Regions from separate parts of the Zea mays genome. Here regions 1 and 3 are each linked to region 2. A link is a contact called in public Hi-C data. All regions are on one chromosome and are shown on one strand. The core of a region is the stretch at or near the end of the contact, and the rest is flanking DNA. Distances in the headings are between cores, read along the strand shown. Region 1 overlaps LOC100274106 (argininosuccinate synthase). Region 2 holds the start of LOC100275449. Region 3 holds the start of LOC100217211.

The links. Hi-C and Micro-C count contacts between places; a contact is called where the count stands out from the background.
Region 1: a Hi-C map of tassel shows a contact between it and region 2, with 2.2 times the contacts expected there. The contact joins the enhancer-like site here to the promoter of LOC100275449 in region 2. A contact is called at or near these places in 2 of 25 Hi-C or Micro-C datasets (ear and tassel).
Region 3: a Hi-C map of tassel shows a contact between it and region 2, with 4 times the contacts expected there. The contact joins the promoter of LOC100217211 here to the promoter of LOC100275449 in region 2. A contact is called at or near these places in 3 of 25 Hi-C or Micro-C datasets (ear, leaf and tassel).

The regions. Positions count from the first base shown.
Region 1 is chr10:39,336,800-39,341,670 of Zm-B73-REFERENCE-NAM-5.0, reverse strand. LOC100274106 (argininosuccinate synthase) reads right to left here. Exons shown (of 10, transcript NM_001148485.1): 6 at 4,866-4,871; 7 at 4,100-4,174; 8 at 3,847-4,032; 9 at 3,497-3,585; 10 at 2,511-3,249. The coding sequence ends at 2,697. Among protein-coding and RNA genes, the nearest start is that of LOC100274106, 12 kb to the right of the region's middle. Within about 2 kb of position 3,015, at least 13 of the 20 cell types and tissues checked have an H3K27ac peak or open chromatin away from gene starts, as enhancers often do. A contact at or near this core is called in ear and tassel, where this site is marked.
Region 2 is chr10:38,408,053-38,412,690 of Zm-B73-REFERENCE-NAM-5.0, reverse strand. It overlaps LOC100275449, which reads right to left and starts at 3,010. Exons shown (of 10, transcript NM_001149516.2): 1 at 2,655-3,010; 2 at 759-784. The coding sequence starts at 2,750. It overlaps LOC103641023 (a long non-coding RNA gene), which reads left to right and starts at 3,592. Exons shown (of 11, transcript XR_560006.4): 1 at 3,592-4,374; 2 at 4,501-4,638.
Region 3 is chr10:37,860,703-37,865,495 of Zm-B73-REFERENCE-NAM-5.0, reverse strand. It overlaps LOC100217211, which reads right to left and starts at 1,583. Exons shown (of 2, transcript NM_001143568.3): 1 at 1,222-1,583; 2 at 312-888. The coding sequence starts at 1,515. The coding sequence ends at 508.

The DNA.
Region 1 (4,871 bases), core at 1,766-4,265, 930 kb before region 2:
TAACGATCTTCGGACGAAGGTCATGAAGGGCGTACCTTCATCATCACGGTATACATTAATGAAAGACAAAGCATGTGAAACATGAAATATAATATGAGTAATCATATAACATCATCCACATATCCTCATTATATAAACTTGGATAAATATAAAGACAATATTTTAGTTACATTTGTACCTTCGGCTTGACAGAAGGTGAAAATCCGAATGTTGCGCACGAGCGAATACAAGATGGCGTGAACAGTACAGGGGTATTGTTCATCTATTTATAGGCACAGGACGCAGCCTGTGAGAAATTACATTCGTGCCCTTTCCAAATGATTACAATCATAATACAAACTATCATGGGTTGATTGGTCATTTCATCTTTAAGTCGGTGCATCTAGAAATATACTCTGAAGCTCTCTGATTGATAGCTTCGGCTTTGTGTCCAACTTTCGAAGGTGTTTCTTCTTATGGGACCTTCGGCGATGAAGCAGACCCCTAACAGTCTATTTACATAGGTTTTGCTCTAGGGATTTATTTGTGGCCTAGTTTAGCGAAAGTTTTATAAGTCCTAATTCACCCCCCCTCTTAGGCGTCACCCGTTTCCTACAAAGTCGTGGTAGTACTAGGTGTTCACATTAGGTTCTTAATATAGTACTATAAATAAAAAGGCCGTTTGAAGTCCATGTGTACATTTTTAATTTGGGGTAGCTCCGTCCCTGTCTATTTCGTTGGAGTCTGAGTGGTTTTAGGATACTCTTGATTGAATTACGCTCTTATAATATAGATTATAAGAAGGCCGTTTGATGTCCAAGTGTACATTTTAAATTTAGGGTAGCTCTGTCTCGGTGTGTTCGATTGGAGTCCAAGTGATTTTAGTTCTAGTTTGGGTACTCTTCCATTGAAGTGGTTTGAAGGGATTAGGGAGTGTATGGATCCTCAATAGATAAAAAACTCCCACAATATATATTAATCCACTCAAATTCACTCATTACTAAAGTACTCAAACAAGGCATTAATGATTTGATCTCATTTAAAGGCTTTCTTCTAAGGCCGTCTACAGCAGTTTATCCATAGTTTACCCAAAAACACTGTTTTGTAATATCATGCATTGTAGACTGCACTGTTCGTTGGGTGAAGTTTGAATATAGAGATGGGTAAGCTACTGGAGATAGTTTGAGAGCAATGTTATAAGATTCGAGCGTGATTTGTTGTAATGTAATGATTACATGATTTTGTTTGGTTGCTTTGGGTAACGTGATCCAATCGGCACCAAATTTTAGAGAGCGACTATAATGTTAGGGAGGAGCGCTAACGAAGTTTCACAGGCTCGTATTGGTTCACGGAGCGATGGATTGCAGCTCTATCCAACCAAACGTCAACCAAGAGAATCTATTAGCGCAGTCAATTGATTACAGGCCAAAAGATCTGAACCAAATATCACCTTATTTTATTTTTTTTACTCACGAAATGGTTTCGGGTGCCTAAAATATGTACAAAATTATAACACTAACGCGTCCAGCATCTCACGTATGAGTTCACATAAAATGCAATACCTAGGTATCGCGCATATCCATGAGCTACATTACATTGCTCTTGTTCATTGAGACTAGCGATCCCTCTAAATTTCTCTCTATATCCCACTTTAACGCTATATTGTCAAGATTACATCCTTACTTTTTCGTCTCCCACAACGGTTCCCTCTATACTTCACTATAACCATAAAATATCATTTTTTATCCATACTTTTCATCTATTATCATTTTTTCATCTACTAATAATCACTCACGGGCACAAACCACGAGAATGAAACAGTTGTTGGAGGCTCGCCACGCAGCCGTGGTGAGAGGGGGCCTTGCCGCCATTTAGCCTGCGCGATATATGGTTATTTAAAATGTTGTTTTGCGCACTGTAGAGTACATTGTTCGCAGATTAGATTTTAAATATAGGTATTAGGATGGGTAAGCTACTGGAGCATAAACTACGAGCTGCTAGAGGAAGTTGGATCCTTGTAGGTACCGCTGCAGAGTCTGTTGCATTTACTTCTGCTGTCAAACTTGTAGCCTTGATATTCGTACGTCTCACGACGTTAAGCCGATACACAAGTAAATGTCACTTAGTATTCTCTTAGACTATGTCCAGCGGTTCATCCATATGATCATTTAAAATACTATTTTATACTGTAGACTTTATTGTTCACAGAGTTAAGTTTAAATATAGGTACATAGATGGATAAACTGCTAGAGCATATGGATGAATCGCTGGACGCGGTCTTAAGAGAATATAGGTACAGTGATGGATAAGCGACAACCACAAGCTGCTAGAGACAGTCTAAACTCTAAAGCGTGCTTTAACTTATTGTATCCCCCTAGTAGCCCTCGTTTTAATCAATAATCTCCAGCTTAAGTACCAGAAATTGAAATTTGTGTAATGGCATGAACGGTGTATCAGTTCGAATCGTCAAGGTATCTAAAGTCATAGATAGACATCGCTCCAACGTTATCGCAGATCAATAGATGACGATAATCGACCAGAATGGTCTGCTCAATATAAACCAATGAGAAAAGCAGCTGATGTAGCAATGATAATATTTTGGTTTGGACAATGTAAACGGATGGTAAAACAGCATGGTGAACTCCCCACCAAACACCCATCTGTCTGCAATCACTGGGAAACAGATGTTTTTATTTCTAAATCAAGCAGGCAACTACTCAGATACCCTTCTCCAGCATCGCCCGGACCCGTGTCGGTAGGCCGTACAGCCTGATGAACCCCTCGGCGTCAGCTTGGTTGTAGATCTCCCCGTTCTCAAACGAGGAGATATCTTCCCTGTACAGGCTGTAGGGGCTCTTCCGGGACGCGACGTTCACGGAACCCTTGTACAGCTTCAGGGTCACTGAACCAGTGGTCGTCGCGGTAACCTTCTCCATGAAGGCATCAAAGGACTGCCGGAGCGGGTCAAACCAGCGGCCAGCATAGACCAGCTCGGCGTACTTGAGGGCAATGATGTCCTTCCACTGCATGGTCTCCCTGTCCAGGGTCAGGGACTCCAACTCGCGTACCGCGGCTGCCATGATGGTGCCACCGGGGGTCTCATAGACCCCACGTGACTTCATGCCGACCAGCCTGTTTTCCACCATGTCGATACGCCCAATCCCATGCTTTCCACCGATTTCATTGAGCTCCGCGAGGAGGGATGCTGGTGAGAGGTCTCGGCCATTGATTGAAACAGGAACACCAGCAATGATACCAATCTCCAAATACCTGAATGTATGCGGCTCGGCATTAATCTATCACGGTATGCATACATATGCATCTAGTGTACAAATGGAAAAAAAACCTATGTTTATACTGATCATATTAAGTTCCAGGCCAATCCTGCTTTGGATGGATCCAACTCTGGAATACCAGGTGCAGTAATGCTCAATTGTGCATACACAGTAAACTGTGCTACAGATTGCAGCAAAAATGAAAAAAAAAAGAGCGGAAAGATTTAATATTGATCACTCACTCAGGTTTCGAGGGCGCATTTTCTGGAGCAATCGACATCATATACATATCTTCCTTTGGCTCATTTGCTGGGTCCTCCAGGATGTCACCCTGCAATGTAGAGAATGATTCACTTCATCTCGCATCAAAGATGGGCGTCATGTTGTTTGGTTAAAGGTGTCGACAAGTGCAGGACATTAATTCAGAACACTAATGTGGCATTTTGCATATATTGGCTTAAAAGTTGGAACGTAACCATCTTGTAAAGTTCTGGTAACTAAGATTCTGTCCTACATGTAAAGAAAAAGATATTAAACTACAAAAAATGCTTTGATAAAACTTGAAGCAATAAACATGAAAAATGGACAATACCTCATGGCTAAGGTGCCACAAGTTTCGGTCTCGGCTGTATATTGATTTCTTTGAAACTGGAACAGGTACATTATGTTTCTTTGCATATTCAATAGCATCTTCACGTCCTGTGATATCCCACTCCCTCCAAGGTGCCACCACTTTAAGTTCAGGATTTAAAGCATAGAATGTAAGCTCAAAGCGAACCTGCAGAATAAGGGTAGCATTACAAGATGACCAGACACATTAATATACAGGCTAACAGCGTCACTACCTGATCATTGCCTTTTCCAGTGCAACCATGGGCAACTGCATCCGCACCAACTTCCTTGGCAACATCAACCATTGCCTGCAGTGGAGATATAATGCCATAAAACTTGGAGCATTCAAAAGAGTAAGAGTGTATTAATGCTGCCAACACAATCCCACCTACAGATCCTAAAGAATATATGCAGCATTCAGAACATTATTTGAAGCATATTTCAATATTTTATTTCAACTAAATAAAAGAAACAGCACGCCCTACCCCATGATATTCTTGCTCCACTAGTTCTGCATGATGCCCATAAGATTCACAGTAGGTTAACTGGACAGATCATTCCAAGCCAAACAACAGCTGAGCCACCTACTCTACAGGGCTAGCAGACCAAATCAACAAAACAAAGATGATCATCCAAAGCTTCTAAGGCTTGTACCTGAGACTTTTATGAAACAAATATGTAAAGACAAATTTGCCAAGTCTATGTACACCAAGAAGCATACCATGTACTATTGGAACAGATTTGATATATGCTATAAAAGAGTAAATGGCTACCAAAAGTTACGTCAAGTTTACATCAGCAACTTTGGTGCTGCAGTAGCGATTATAATTCAAATGTTATCTCTACCATCATGTGCATTTAATTTACAGTACACTGTAAACCATGACATCAATCAAATCTCAAGGAATTATGCAAACATCAGAAATTACTTTTCAAGAAATTCATGCAGATTATTTGTGATTATACAATAACAAGATGCAGCTATTGTATTAATTTCACCTTAGC
Region 2 (4,638 bases), core at 1,761-4,260:
TCCAAACGGGACGTTAGTGTAATTGGATGGTTGTTTTGCATTGAGCCTTTAGGCGGTTTATGAATAGTACAAGGTTATTAAGGCATCGCTTAAGCGACGCTTAAGCAGTAAGGCGAGTCTGGACATGCAAGGCGCCCTCGCGAGATTAAGGCGCGGGCAAAACAGGAGAGGAGGCGGCGCGCAAGGCGCAATAGTGGAAGTGCATGGGTTGCGCAACAAGGCGTGGCACATGGCCCCAGTCGGACAGTTAGAGGAAGGAGAGTTGCAGGGGAGGGAGAGAGAGGAGAGCTTGGGGGGAGGAAGAGGAGAGTTGAGGGGAAGGGAGAGAGCTCCTGGCGACTACAACTAGGAGATGTTTGTGTCGTGATTGATCGAGTTTTAACCCTAAAACGGGTGTGTGGGCTAGGCTCACTAGTTGTGGGCTATTAACTTATTTTTCTTTTTTCCCATTTCTCTCTTCTACTATGCTGAAACGGCCCTAGTAGCCATTACAGGTGTGCTAGCTTGCTTATTAACTTCGAATTAGTGATATACAAAAAAAAAATATTTAGTCTATTTTTTATATTTATCTATATAATTAAGGTGTCACCTCGCCTTACACTTTACCGCCTAAAATATAAAAAGAGGGTCGGTCTCCTTACCCCCTTAATAACTATGGTAGAGTACAGGACTTGGGAGACAAAGCAACCCATAGATATATGACAGTCTACGATACACAATATCTAAACTACCAAATATACTCTAACAGAATACAGTACCTGGATCCAACAGCTTCACCGAATTCCTAAAACATAGAAAAAAACAGTGTCTGCATTAGAAGTAAGTACGAGTACATCAAAGAGAACAATGGAGAAAAGGCAACACTAAAGAATTGCATATCGATTGTACCGGTACAATAATTTTTCTAGGAAGAACCATTGTAAGAATTATCAGCCTTACTTCCTGTACCACTACAAGACAATAATTGCTTATGTAGCGACACAAAGGCAAGTGATCTAGGACACAACATTGATTTTTATGACATTTCTCAGTGATTTTCTGACATTTCTTAGCAGTACCATAGGTACTTAGTTTCTAGCAATGACTAGGGTGTATTTGGCAGGGTTTAGTTTCTCATAGAAACGTAGAGGTATCAAATCATTCGATTAATCATGATTAGTCGTCCTAATCGGTATCCTGGACTCAACTAGGGGCTATGACTCAAAAAAAAACCTCAAACGGAGGGGATTAAGCCACCCCAACAACATTCATATAAGAAGTCATGAAACCGCAAGTTCTGGTCGAGAAAGCCCCCAAACCCTAGCCTCCCATCACTAACTGACCGACTCTGCCCACTCTGCAATAGCCCCCAGGCCGGAGGGTGGGGCACATAATTTCTGTAGCCCAAGAGCGGGTGAGAAACAGCGAGGGGATTTTTTAACCCAGGTATGAAAATTCGCTTCCACTAGAAATTGAACTCAGAACCTGAGAGTTTGCTACTACATCACCTAACCAGTTAGACCAGGGGTTGTTCGCAGGGGAGCTACAACTCAATAAGTTGATTAGTTTCTGGCCATCCGATTAATCATTGACTGATGACGATTAGTCGTCCGACTAGGAGGTGGACGACTAGAAACATAATGGAATTTCTGGGCAGCTTAGGACATGAGCTACATGTGGGATGGCTTAGGTCACTTGGGATCATGTTGTTTAGACCAATTTGCATCCCTACATGCAGCCATCAGCCTATAGTTATCTTCATGCTTGATTTGTACTCTAGAACATATAGTGCATTAGTATATATTTGGTCTATTGGTCCTGATATATATAGGACGACTAGGACCGACCTGATGGCCGACTTGCGACTAGTCGTCTGGTCGGTCCCATGGTGACTAGGATCGACTAGATGGACTTGATAACTTTAGAGAAACGTGTATGAAGAGAAACTGATTCTGTTTCTCAGGAGAAACAGCTTCAGGCTGGTGGGAATTCTGCTATTTCCGGAGAGAAACAGTTTTAAGAATCCCTAACCAAAGCACTCACCCTAAGTATAATTTGCTGCAATTCTGGACCAGTGATTGCAAGATAACCAATCTCATACTTTTGTTGTTAGTAAAAAAATTAGATAAGCTCAACCAGTTTTCAAATTGCAACATGCCATTGATCCTTGTAAGAAAATGAACACTTCAGAGGGTAAACTAGGCATGGAAACTAGTCAGATAAGCTTGCAGCCTTGCACAAGTCAAATATACTAATATGGCGCCTCTAAACTCTGAATTTTTAAAGATAGTTGGTGTGTAGATACAACAGGAAATAAAACCATACTGCTCTAAACTCAGAGGCAGCAACTGTCCTCAAACACTAATATAATCCATCGAGCAAGAAATAGCAGATAACGACTGCAGTTATCTGGCTGCAAAAATCCAAACTAAGAGACACAGTAGATTATCACAGCATGCATGCAACCACAGCAGCTGCAGCTGACGAATAAGTGCAGCCGATCAGCTCAAGCCCAACTTTGTGTATCCTTTGCCTTACTGATTGAATCTAACTGATGCAAACTTAATCATTCCTGGAGAACATTAACTTGTGCTGTTGTGCACTACGGAAAGGGAAAAGCATGAATTGAGCGCACAAATCTAGAATTCAGCAAGAGGAACTCGGAGTACTAGTACCTGGTCCTGATGGGATCCGTCGACGAGCAGAAGGGAGGAGACAGAGAGCAGAGCGAAGAGGAGAAGGGACGCCTGGTGGCCAGCACAGCAAAGCATCCTCGAAGTTCCCAGATCCCTTCAGCGCGTCACTGGAGGTCAGCACGATGAGCTCCGGGCGACGGCAGGATAGAAACCGGCGGCGCGAGACTGAAGCAGAAGAGAGGAAGCCAAGGCGACACGCGTGCCGCGCTCGCTTGGGGCAGAGTCGGGGAGGCGGGAACCTAGTCGCCGGAGCAGAGGTTCGGCAGCCGCCGGGGCAGTGGGGGCACTTGCTTTGGGCTCCCGGAGACTGGCGACGACTGTACGCACTCTAGAAAATCGCGTGGAATTCAAGTAAGCCCATCTGACGGCCCATCAAACACGCGCCGGCAAAAGTCTAATTTACCTCCCTTTAACTAAAAAAAACATAACGCCCCGTTTGGATCACTGGAATTGAATTCCATTCTAATAATAGTAGTTTAGGCATATATCAATTAAGCTAATTCACTTTTACACAAAATATATTTATATACTATTATTAGCAAGATGTCCTAAATATTTATGTGCTACATTTTTACTATAGAGGAGTAGAACGAAGAGTTTCATGTAAGTTACAGATTAGAAACAAATTCTAATCATGCATAAAATTATTTCCTATCCTCCACCCTATGATTTTGAGATAGGCTTATATCTGAACTTTGGAAAGTGGTGGAATGCCAAATTCCAAACTAAATAAGTTATTTTATTGAGTGAATTCCAATTCCTTTCAAATGAAGGATCCAAACGCCCCGTAAGCTTATTTCTATATGTAAAAGCTCAGCACAATCACACGCAACCGAAGCGTCACGTCGCCTTAATTGGGACTTCGGATGCTGGGTGACTCCACATCCGAATTACTTCTATATTTAAAAGCTCAGCAATCACGGGCAACCGAAGCGCCACGTCGCCTTAATTGGGACTTCGGATGCTGGGTGACTGCACATCCGAATTTCGGATGCTTTTTGGGAAGGTTTTTCAAGCCGACAACACATTCCATGCCTGCCACTCCTCAAGATCCTTGGTTCTGTAAAGCACTCCTTGCGTAATGTCTGCTACTTCTTAAAACCTTAGTGTAGGCGTCCACAGCACCAACCGTGCACGGTTCTGCCATCTACCCCGCGATGTCCGCGCCTGCCCCCGCCTCCCCCGTCCGCACCGTGCACCCGCCTTCGCCGCCCGTTGCCGAGAAATCTGCGCCGGTCACCGAGAAATCCGCCCTCTCCTAGCCGCCCGCAGATGGAAACCCTACGACCCCTCCCTCCCCTCACCGCCTCCCCAGCCCGCAGTCTCTCCTCAACCTCCCTGCCTCCTCATAAATCTCCTTCCTTCCCTCAATCGCACGCCAGGAATCTCACTCGAAACCCTAGCGCAGCCGAACCCCACTGTCGTCTTCTTAATCGCCATCGTCTTCGTCGTGTTCCTCCCAGGGTCGGGCATCATCGAGAGGCCCAAGCTGACGCTCCTCTCGAACCGCGTGGGAGAGGGACGCGTCAGAGGCAGGATTGAGGACGACAGCCACGACGAGCGATCTGTGGACTATGGGAGCGTGCCATGAGATGTACCCATTGGCTTTTACGCCGCCTGTACCACCGGAGGAATCGCCAGCTGTGGGCTCACCCACATGGTCGTCACGACGCTCGGCCTCGCCAAATGCAACATGCAGGTAAGGGCAATAGCCTAGATCTATGGCCCTGGTGCTCCACGAGCTCTTTTTTTGAAAAATCTCGTGCAGTTCTGTGGAATTTTGGTGCCTTTAGTTTTTTCTTAGTTATGTTCTTCTTTTTCTTAGATATGCATGGGGTGGTGAGACTCATCACAGTGTTGGGAAAATAATTGACATCGAGAGTGATGGCCTGCTCACCATTGATATTCCTAATTGGGCAACACCATGGCAGGCAGATCCATCAGACATGGAAAAGATTGAGAA
Region 3 (4,793 bases), core at 334-2,833, 550 kb after region 2:
CCCAACAACAGTTTCAAGTTTGCATTAGTGATGGCAGTCAAAGGCCTTTATGGTTGCGGGCTGGTGGCGCTGAGGGGTGAAGAGCCGAGGAGGTGTGGCAACCACCGGCCTTCTTCATCAATGGGCAGGAACGTGAGAGGCATGCAGGAGGGACGATACATTCACTGTCTGATTGCCGCCTCAGTTTCATTGAAGCTTGCTGTTGCACTGCTTCAAGTACTATACCCAATCTCTCGCTAGCTACCACACCGGTGACCTGTCGCCATTACTAGTATTTATTAACTAACTGATTGACTGATTGCTCAATGCATTTATGCAGTTTAATTTGAGGCTGGCTTCACCATTTTGTATTTTGTCATGTCACCATGCATGCACGGTAGTTTCACATTTCCAATTTTCATTCGACCGCTCATGCATTACCCAGGTAATAGTAATACTAACCCATGCACCACTACTACGTAACTACGATTTCCTTTCTACAATCTGCTGCCGGTGAAGTGCATGTGCCTAATGGAGAAGGCTCAGGGTCTCCAGCGGCTTGACGGCGGCATCGATCCTCCAATGGGCCACCGCCGCAGGCGGCACAGCAGGTGCCAGAGGCTGCACGAACTTGCAGTTGGGGCAGGACGGGGAGGACTTGCACAGCATGACTAGGAGATGGCAGTTGGCGCACGGCACGGCCACCATGCTGCCTCCAGAGAACAAAGTGCCAGCGGGTTTCCTTGGCTCGTCCTCGTCGTCGGAAGCAGCGGCAGCAGCACCGTTGGCGGCACAGTTGTCGATGGCGGCAGCCGTGGAGATGTTGAGGTCCAGGTTCACGCTCTGCACCTGGGGTCTGACCCAGCTCTTCTTCAGCGTCTTCCGGTTGAGGTAATACATCCTCCCAGACTGCATGCATAAAAAAAACACAACACAGCTAGGATCAAAAGGCAGTACAGGTACACGATGATCCATTCATGTTTTTGGACCATGATCTAGCTCGTGAATCGTGGCTCCGATTTTAATGCAGGACACTTCAAGGAATAGGAATAGCTGTCCACTAGCAAAAGGCTTTCTGTCACTACTAATAGCTTTTGTAAACTACGTGTCGGCATATTAAATTCTCACATTATATGCACATGAAAACATTAGATGATTACTGTAGTTTATTGAACTAGAAGCAGAAGGAATAATAAAGAATTGAGATATAGCTGCCGTTCGAGAGAAATTAAAGGTACTCACTTGGAGGTCGAGGCACTGCTCCCAGTCGAGAGGCAGTGGGTCGTTGAGCTGGAGCTCCAGGCTCGCGGGCGGCTGCTGAGGCTCCTCCCAGCTGGCGGTGTAGTGCTTCCTCTTCTTCCGGGAGGTTCCGTCAGACTCGGACGAGGAGCTCTTGGCGGCCAGGTCACCGGCGGCGAAGCCCGGCCACACAGGGCCGAGCGACAGCTCCGGCTGCAGCTCCATTGTCTTGTGCAAGCTCAGGCACCGGGCGGCCTCCTGCTGGAGCTTCTTCACCCTGAGGTACTCGGTGTTCATGGTCGCGTGGCTGGCCGCTGGCACCAGCACCACACCACAGGTCTATTTATATATATGTGGTTCCAGACAGTACCGCTTGGTGTAGGAATAGCTCTTGACAACTGGGTGATGAGAGAAGGTACCGCTTGTTGGTGGTCGTCTTCTCTTCTCCTACGGATAGCACAGCACTGTGGTTTTGATTGATGGGGTCATGCTCATGCTGAGTTCATGCAGGGGAGGAAGGAGGCTTTGAATGGCCTTCATCCAGCCCGCATTAACGGGAGGGCAGGCCGGCATTGAAGGTGGCAAGTAGCTAGAGTGGCCTTAAATGTCGCAAATCTCTCCACCTCCACTCCATTTATTAATAGGCCTCTCTACATGCCCGGGCTGTACGTACACGTCATAATGCCAGCCCAGCCCAGCCCAGGAGAGCCACCACAAAATCTAGTACTACTGTCGCATGGCCTTGCTTGCCCTGCATGTAAGCTCTATGTAGGCTGGTAGGATTTGAAGCGCGTTCAGCGGCAGGAGCAGGTGCAGGTGCAGGTGCCTGGGCAGGGCAGCGGCTGTAACTGAGATGGTGTTGGTGGTTCGCCTGTTCAGAAGGTTGGCAGGAGCTGTAACTGAGGAGTAGTGGATCGGAGTTAAGGCGGTTAGGAGCTCTCCGGCGCCCCGTACGTGAAAAATAGGGGTCTCCAAGACGTGCACATCGCCGGAAGAGCATGGATGAGGAAGATACGTTGCCTGTTGAATTGAAGACGTACAGCCTTACACATTGTATGTGTATCAGACTCAGAATATATACACGTTGGCCTTGAACGGATTCACAAGTTGGGATCGACGACGCTTTACGTACTAACCATCTGTACATCGTCACTTCTTGTAGTATTATTGCCTGCGTGGCACTAATGTAATGGTAAGCAGTGTCCTAGCTATTCATGATAAACACTGCAACGCAATATCTGTGAGGCAGGAAACAACAGTGCACAGAATTTAGTGCACGCAGGGTAGCTCCGATAGACGAAGCCGGTGGTGCACGTCGGCCGGTTGGAAGAGAAGGACATCCGTATCCTCCATCTTCAACAGTACCGATACTGCTACTGCTGATCGTCTCCATCAGCGCTGCACAGGTCTGGAGGTAAGTAATGGCTATGCGTGTGAGCCTCAACAAGGTAGGAGTAGTAGATGCAACTAGCAGCTCGGTGGTTCATGGTCGGCCATGGACACCACTGGAGTGAAGGAGAAATCCACAAGGCAGAAGCACAGCAGAGAGAGAGAGAAGAGCCAGCGCGCGCTCTTCGCCGTGTCATATTAAATCACCCCTTGTACCCTCTGAACTTCATACTTGTGTACCTACGCCCATTAACTCCGCCGTTATTATGAACTGCTTGTGCTTGTGGGTGCGCATTCATGCCTTCTATTCAAGTACTAGGTGTAGGAGTATTGATTTATCTCTTCAACCCCCGGTCCAAATTGATTTCGTTCCCATACTAAAAAAACTATAGAAACAGCTCCGTGGAGTAAATAGCTAGGACAAGACATTAGCAGAGAATAAATATTAGGCTTGTTTTTGTTGGCCCATGTACTCTCCATGTTCACCAGTGCCAACCATAGCAATAAATGCCTCCGTCTCCATGGTTGTTGGGACCGTGTATGAACCAACTCATGTTTTAACATCTTTCTCCTATTGATTTGGTTTCGCCCTTCTCTTCATTTGATTTGACTTTGTCTTTTCTCTTCCACTATAGATTTTTTTAGTGTGGGTTCCATAAGGTTGGATCCAATGTGGTCTATACTGCCTATTGACATAGCCCGGACGGTGGTCGTGTATCGACTGTATTGTCTCTCCATCTATTCGGCTGATCGATCGGTAGGGTTGTTGACCGGTTAGTCGGGTCATACTGATCGGTGCTACTAATTGATCGGCGGGATGTTGATCAGTTAGTCGGGTCATACTAGTCGGTGCTACTAATCGGTCTGTTGGATAGCTAGATCGGTTATACTAGGTGACTTCTGGTTGGACAGCCTAGTCGATATCTACCTGAAGCAAACGGTACCGGTCGTCTTTAGCGATGTGGTGTGTTTTGACAGGTTAGTCGGGTCATACCGGTTGGTGCTACTGATCGGCTGTTTTGGAATGTGTGCCATCTCATTTAACCATTTTTTAATTGTTTGGAGTTTAAAAAAATCATTTAAAAAACTGGAATCTAGCCTATAAATAGAGAGGGTGTTTAGATTCATTCACACCCCTCACTCTCCAATTCGCTTGTCTTCCATTGTATTATAGTCTCCCACTCTATTTGAATGTAGATCCTAGCTGGAGGTCTAACCTTCAAACCATAGACACGACAATTAATGCCCCAAGCAGCGATAGTGATACATTTTCATTTGGTTCGCTTACTTCGATGCTCTTCAATTCTGATAGCGAAGGGACTAGACGAAGACGAAGGATGAAAGGTCAATAATCACATATACATTTCTTTAAAGTCCACACATTTTTAGGTCCACAGTAGTTTTAAGTTTATATCTATTTAGGTCCATGTGTGGCAACTGCATTTAATGGACCCATTGATAGCAACGATAAGATGGGATCGATCTTTTAGGGTCAAAGAGCCAACTCCTATAACTCCACCACAAAAGCTCTTTGCCACCATACCTTAAGCAGCTAAAGGATTGGTGATCAGTGAGAAACCTAAATGTCACACTCTTCAATGAGATCTACAACTAATTGTACGTGATTCAACTAAGTGAAGCAGATGATGCTATATTGCTTGGAGCATCTAAGGAGAGCTTCTGCAACAAGCACGGCGAAACTAACTTTAAGCTAGAGCACATATGGTGTCGCAAAACCTCCCAAGTTATTAGGCCCACATGCACCTGTCCTTGTATCAAAGACCTCAGACGGCTATGCATGTGCACCAAACAACTTAACAGGATCTGTCCGAGTGTCCCAAGGACCCCGGATAAACCACTTACTGTCACACCCAAATTTAAGGAATGAAGCCGGGTGCGTCTCATATGTATGCCAAGGAAAAACAACACATATAATAACAGAGTGCATAGAGATAAATGTCATAAATTCATAAATATACTTATTACATAGCGGAAGTCTTACAAAATAAATGATAAATAAAACGAACTAATTATTATTTCTCTGGCGCCAAAAAGCTGACTGAGAGACACCACCTAGATCAAGTCGAACTCCTCATTGTGCGGCTCCTCTTCGACCACCTGCTCTTCACCTGTGGGGGGGTTTATATATCGCAAGAGTGAGCTCACAAAAGATCATAGCTCAGCAA